Linked DNA regions of Zea mays: region 2 is linked to region 1. A link is a contact called in public Hi-C data. All regions are on one chromosome and are shown on one strand. The core of a region is the stretch at or near the end of the contact, and the rest is flanking DNA. Distances in the headings are between cores, read along the strand shown. Region 1 holds the start of LOC103649806. Region 2 holds the start of LOC100286044 (16.9 kDa class I heat shock protein 1).

Region 1 (3,304 bases), core at 530-3,029:
TAACTTAGCTAGTCGTCTTGTCTATTTAATATAAGTTAATATCTTATATTGTAGGTTAATTAGGATTTTATTTAATAAATTATTGTTGGATCGAGTCAACTCGCGGGTGGCAGAGCTGAGTCGAGTCGTCGCAAGCTCAAGCCCTAGTTATAGGTCCAGTCTATAACCCAAATAAAGATGATCCTTAAGCCAATACACATACAGGCCTTTATTAGGCCCGTTTCGGATATAAAACCCAATTCCTCAAGATTATATGGGATAGATGGGTCAATCTTCAGTCCAATGCATAGCCCAGCATGGCAAATAGCCGCGTGAGGGCATGTACCACCTAATGCTCTAAACACAATAGACCTAAGAACGGACTCTATATAATTAATATATTGGGATGAAATTTTATTATATAATGGGATGGTACAGTTGAGGGACAATTAGTAGAGATGAACTCTTCGCGGACAATATGCAGAGACAAACCCTTCAGTATGAACCCCGAAGATCTAAATCAAAACTCTTCCTGTTCTATTTTCTCTCTCATTTTTTTCACTGTCTCTTCTATCTCTTATACATATTTTTCCCATTTAATCTATAGTGACTCCTACATAGGATGGCGAAGATCCAAAACAGACGTGACCCCGGTTTCAATGAACATTTGGCAACTAGTGCAAAAGTAAAAGCAAAGCAGCTTTGCCTTTACCGATAAGCTTGGGCGCGGCTATCCAGAGATACTGCAAAGAAGCTCAGTCACACCGTTTGAGAAATTTTACAAATTTGAACTGAAATATTGGCAGGGAAGCTGCAGACCGTTTCACTACACCAACCAACATTGGGTTTGCTGTATCGGGGACCGAGGTCGTTGCAGACCGCGTTTCACTACACCAACATGAAACATACTCCGATCCTCCGCTATAAATTCCTTTTCGGATCAAATAACTTTGTATGTTCAATGGTGAGAAAGAAAAAAGAACGGAACCTTCTAGTTAGGATTAGGACTTAGGAAGGAACAGGGAAGAACCAGCGAGCACGCAAAGTTACAGACAGATCACAAGCGCACCCCAGAAAAATGCCGAATCATACCCCCAATTGCTTCGAAGTTGATCGGACTGACTCACGCACTCGAATGCCGAATCATACCCCCAGCGCCTCTAATTCACGCCACCAACTCACCGGACACGCGATTAATCGATCGGTCACTCCGGGATGGCGACCAGCATAGGCCGCCACGGCCTGCGAATGAGCAGCCGCCGCCGGAACCCGCCGAACACGAACCTCCGGTGCGCGGCACCTGCTGCCGACGGCACCGCAGCCGCGGACGCCTCTGGCCGGGCCAGCGCCGGCAGCAGCACGGCCACCGGCTGGCCGTGCGGCTTCTTGGCGCACCGGCAGACGTCGCCGTCGCCGTCGCCATCGTCGCCAGGGGCGCAGTCGTCCGTCATCACGAGCAGCTGCTCCAAGGAGCTTCGGCTGAGGAGGCCGCTCTTCTCCCCCTCGCCGTCCTCCAGCGCGGCCGAGGCCGGCGGCGGCGGGTTGCGACTCCTGCGGAGGAGGCGCCGCACGAGGATCCACAGGCTCTTCGCCTTGGGCGGCTTGTTGAGCTTTACGGCCATTATTCTCCCCGTCCCTCCGAGGCTCCAATAGCAAATTGGCCCCTCTGATAGTCTGATGTCTGATCAGTGATCACTCAGTGCTGTGGACAGTGGACGTGCTGTTATATATATATGTAAAGTACAGAGGATCGAGTTCGACTTTTATCTCGTAATCTGATCAAGAGAGTAAACAATATTTGATTTTAGTCTTCTTACTAGCTTAGTGCCAAATTTCTTGGTTGAGGGAGGGTCAGCGCAGTCTGTTTATGAGGTGGGTGTGATCCCATCTTCTATTGGCAAGAGATCTAGTGCTAGGTTGGCTGCAAAGAAAAAATTGAAGATTGGGAGAAATAGAAATGCCATTGTTAAGGCACAAGAAATTCTAGTTGCTAAGTTAAATAATTCTGCTTCATCACATTTTCAAAATTCAAAGGCTTCATTTTCTAATGACCAGGTGGATTTGGTTGAGCAACTTGCGAGGCATTTCTCTAGGCCTCTAACCAAGGAACAAATGGAGGCAATTATGGAGCTGGCAAATCAGGGGAAGAAAAATGAAGGGATCAAGAAGAAGGGCAGCAAGGTGACACCCCTCCAGGCTCCTATCATCAAGGCTTCTGAGATGCGCTGAGTTGTAATCTGAGAGGTGTGGGTAGTTCTTGTGCATCATGTTATGTTGCCGGTGTGCTTGCTTGTGGGTCGCCCATGATCTTTTGTTGCCTGCTTGGTGTAGCAGGTTGTTGCCTGGGCAGTGGTGTTGGTTTCTTTGGTTGGCATTATCTGTGCCTCTGTTTATCTTATTTTCTGTTGTAAGACGCGGGTTATTCGCTTCTGAAAGTATGTTATGGACGGTGGAAGGCTGGCTGGTTCCTGTCCTCCTTTCCTATCCTGTGTGCCTCATGTGTGACATTTATTTAAGTAGGGGAGCTGTTTTTGATTAATGAATATCAACTGTTGTATTCTGTCTTGGAATGTGAGGGGTCTAAATGACCCAGCTAAGAGGGAAAGTGTGAAACAATTGATTCTATCTTCTGGTGCAACTATTGTTTGTCTTCAAGAAACAAAGATAATGAGCTGGAATTGTAACTTATTAAAGGAAACTCTCGGGTGTAAGTTAGCAACTCAGACGACTCATTTGCCTTCTCTTGGAGCCTCAGGTGGGATTCTAATCGCTTGTGATGCAGATTTTTTTGATATGGTTACGATTCCATACCCATCTGTATTTTCGTTATCTGTCAGGGTTTGTTCCCGTCTTTGCGATGTGGCGTGGGACCTTACAGGAGTTTATGGCCCTCAACATGAGAACGAGAAAATGACTTTCTTAACAGAGCTGCGCAATATTCGACATATGATGAAGCCTGAATGGTTGATCTTAGGTGATTTTAACATGATAAGGAGAGCAAGGGAGAAAAATAAAGGTTCAATAAATAGAAGAGTGATAAGACAATTCAATCACACAATTGACTACCTTCAGCTTTTAGAGATTGAGCTCAATGGTAAATTATTCACTTGGTCAAACGAACGAGACGACCCTACGATGTCTAGAATTGACAGATTTTTGGCGACTACGGAGTGGCATGATACGTTTCCTTAGGCCGATCTGCAAGCTTTTGGGACCATGACTTCGGATCATTGCCCTCTAGTTATGCAAGGGTGCTCGGATTTTGGTTTCTATAGGGGTTTTCGATTTGAGGCTTTTTGGACAAAAATTGATGGGTTCAATGAGG
Region 2 (3,328 bases), core at 193-2,692, 130 kb before region 1:
GGAATGCACAACATAGGAATGGACTGTGCGCGGGGAGGAGGGAATCGGAAAGGCACACAACATAGGAATGGACTGTGCGCGAGAAGGAGGGAATCGGAAAGGCACGCAGGAAGGAGGGAATCGGAAAGGCACACAACATAGGAATGGACTGTGCGCGGGGAAGAGAGAATCGGAAAGGCAGAACACGGAATGGGCAGAACAAGGAATGGCCGAATACTATTGCAGTCTTAATAAGTAGTAGAGATATAGTAGTGTAGATTTAGCAATCTAAAATATTAAAATAGAATAAAATAGTAACTAAAAATTAGTCTCTAACATTCTATAAAATTCTCTTTATCTCTTTTTGTTAAATCGATGTCATACCATCATACTTTATGTGACACGATATTTAATGGAGATAAAACTCAAGGCAATATCAATGAGTAAACTCGATGAATATGAAGTCTGAGCAGCAGTCAGCGGCAACAGGCCCGCCTAGTGTGGGGCGGGCATTCGGGCCAGTTCCGCACCGACGTCATGGACTTGTTTGGGCCCAAACGAGCTGCTCATACAAATTAGTCAGCCACTCTCAACAAAAAAATAGCTAATTAATTAATTTTCGTCTGTCTCCGGCTCTCCAAAAACTAGCTTAATTTTTACGTGCAATACGTAATTTTGGTTAAACTTTGGCTAATAAAAGGTTATTCAGATTACCGTGACAAACCCGATTTTATTTGTTATTATTCAAAGGGATACATGAACGATACCCGGAAGATTGTACATACGAAACGAAACAGACAGAAGTACATTAATATATCGTAGAAGACACAGGAAACATCCACACAGGACAGCGACCAATTATTATATCGTAGAAGACACAGGAAACCTTCCACGTCCAATCGTCCATATTGGATTGGATGCTCAACCAGAGATCTCAATAGCCTTCACCTCAGGCTTCTTCTCCTCCGCCTTGGGCACGGTGACCGTGAGCACGCCGTTCTCGAGGCCAGCCTTGACCTGATCCACCTTGGTGTTCTCCGGCAGGCGGAAGCGCCTGACGAACTGGCCGCTGCTGCGCTCGACGCGGTGCCACTTGTCGTCCTTGTCCTCCTTCTCCCTGCTGCGCTGGCCGCTGATGACCAGCATGTTGCCGTCCTCGACCTCGACCTTGACCTCTTCCTTCTTGACGCCGGGGAGGTCGGCCTTGAACACGTGCGCCTCGGGCGTCTCCTTCCAGTCGATGCGGGCGCTGGCGAAGGCGGCAGTCTCGGAGTTGGTGGAGGTCGCCGACGGGACGATGGAGCGGAACATGGTGTCGAAGGGGTCCCAGAGATCCATCGAGAAGGGGTCGAACACGTTGCTGCGCCTCACGAGCGACATTGTCGACTCTAGCTCTATGCGTCTCAACAAACAGAACTCAGTGGATTGCAAGAGTGTTTCAGGAAGTATGCTTTGGTAGGGACTAGCTAGTATCGCTTTGTGAATTTCCTTGGTGGCTTGCAGCCCTGCGCGTGGCAGGGTATTTATAGGACCAGACCATCCATATGAGCTAGTACAACCAATTCCTGAGACATCTCGAGCTATCTCCACTGCTGTCCACAATTATTGCTTCTAGATCTAGCTAGGAAGGGCCCGCTCCCATTTCGAGAGAAATCTCCCAGGCGCTGGACGATTCACACGATTGCTTTTTCTTTCCCTTTCTTCAATTCTGATTTATCTTTCGAAGCTTTCTACTGCTACTGTATTTTGTGAGTGCGATAGCTTCCTCTCTCTCTATATATATATAGATTGTATATTAGGAGCCCTGGGCTTCCTTTAGTTATTAGAAGCCCAGGCCAGACAAAGCCCAGGCCAGACAGTGCAATCCGGTCGAGCCGGACCAGGTCCAGACGTCTATAAAAGAAAATCCGTAGTGCTAGGGATCAGTTTTTACGCCCCATCTCGATTCATTATCGACGGTTGCCAGGTCGGCGGTGGCGGCGGTTCCCAGGCCGACGGTGGCGGCCCCCGATCCAGAAAGCGAGCGGCGGCGGCAACGCCCTTATGCGGTGGCGGCGGTTTCCAGACCGGCGGTGGCGGCCCCCGATCCAGAGGGCGAGCGGCGGCAGCGCCCTTGTGCGGTGGCGGCGATTCCCAGGCCGGTGGCCGCAACTCCATTACCTCGACGCGCGGTGGCGGAGGTTCCTCGATCCGCAGCGAGACCCTTGTGCAGGCAAGCGGCGGCGTCCCCGAAGTCCCGAGGAGGCGGCACTTCCAAGGCCGGCGAGCAAGCGACGCCCGTCGACGTGCGAGTAGCGACGGCGACGCATGAGGCGCGATGTTCGAGCGAGCGACGTCACGGAAGGGGCGAGATGCGCGCAGCGATGATCCGGCGCATTTTTCATTTCGTTTATTGTGTTTTATGCCTACCACATGTATTATTTACGCTAAAAACTGTATGTTTTTATGCTTTAACACAGAGTTCGTATATCAGTTTACTGCATGCACATTTGAAAGGCAATTCCTTGATTTATGCTGTTCTTAATTTGCGCGCATGCAATGAAAACTCCCACGATTTTGCCATAATTTTTGGATCTGTATAAAAATAGAAACCGCATGCATGTGGCTGCCATGTTTTTCGTATCTGTCATAAAAATAGGATCGTAATAACAACCTACTAAAGCTATCAACCTCTAATTGACTCGGTATTTACGCTTATAATTGAGGGATTTTATGCTCAAAACTTAAGGTTTTTACGCTCCACCCGGAGATGCGTCCACCAGTGAACAACATGCCAGATTTTTTACGCAGTGTAAGGAATTGCATAAATACCTACACCGTGTAGTATAATTTGTTTCAGTATACATCATAAACTATTTCTAATGCGTTTAGTTGCATGGCTGTTGGAGGGATCCTATATTTAAGAAGGAAATAAAACATTAAATGTGATTTTTTGTTTCTATGCATGCAATTCATTTCCTTTCATTGCATATTCTTTCCATCATAAATTCGTGTGCATGCAACCTGTAGCAGATTTTTACGCAGTATACCGAATTGCATAATTATCTACACAGTGTAGCATATTTAGTATCAGTATATAGCATAAAATGGTCATTACGAGTTTTAGTTGCATGTCTGTTTCAGCGATCCTAAATTTATGGAGGAAATAAAGCATTTAAAATAGAAACCGCCACACATATCTTTCCTAAATTTACGCGCATGCAAGGGAACGTGATTGACTCATGCATGCATTTTGCCATAATTTTAGGATCTGTATAACCGCATGCATGCGACTGCCATGTTTTTCGGATCTGCCATAAAAATAGGATCATAATAACAACCTACTAGAGCTATCAACCTCTCACATTGG

Evidence for each region. A called contact is a pair of places that touch in the nucleus more often than the background predicts.
Region 2: a Hi-C map of leaf shows a contact between it and region 1, with 5 times the contacts expected there. The contact joins the promoter of LOC100286044 here to the promoter of LOC103649806 in region 1. A contact is called at or near these places in 2 of 25 Hi-C or Micro-C datasets (both in leaf).

Annotation. Positions count from the first base shown.
Region 1 is chr3:20,457,318-20,460,621 of Zm-B73-REFERENCE-NAM-5.0, reverse strand. LOC103649806 reads right to left here and starts at 1,779. Exons shown (of 1, transcript XM_008675518.4): 1 at 772-1,779. The coding sequence starts at 1,601. The coding sequence ends at 1,185.
Region 2 is chr3:20,585,942-20,589,269 of Zm-B73-REFERENCE-NAM-5.0, reverse strand. It overlaps LOC100286044 (16.9 kDa class I heat shock protein 1), which reads right to left and starts at 1,442. Exons shown (of 1, transcript NM_001320837.1): 1 at 693-1,442. The coding sequence starts at 1,359. The coding sequence ends at 901.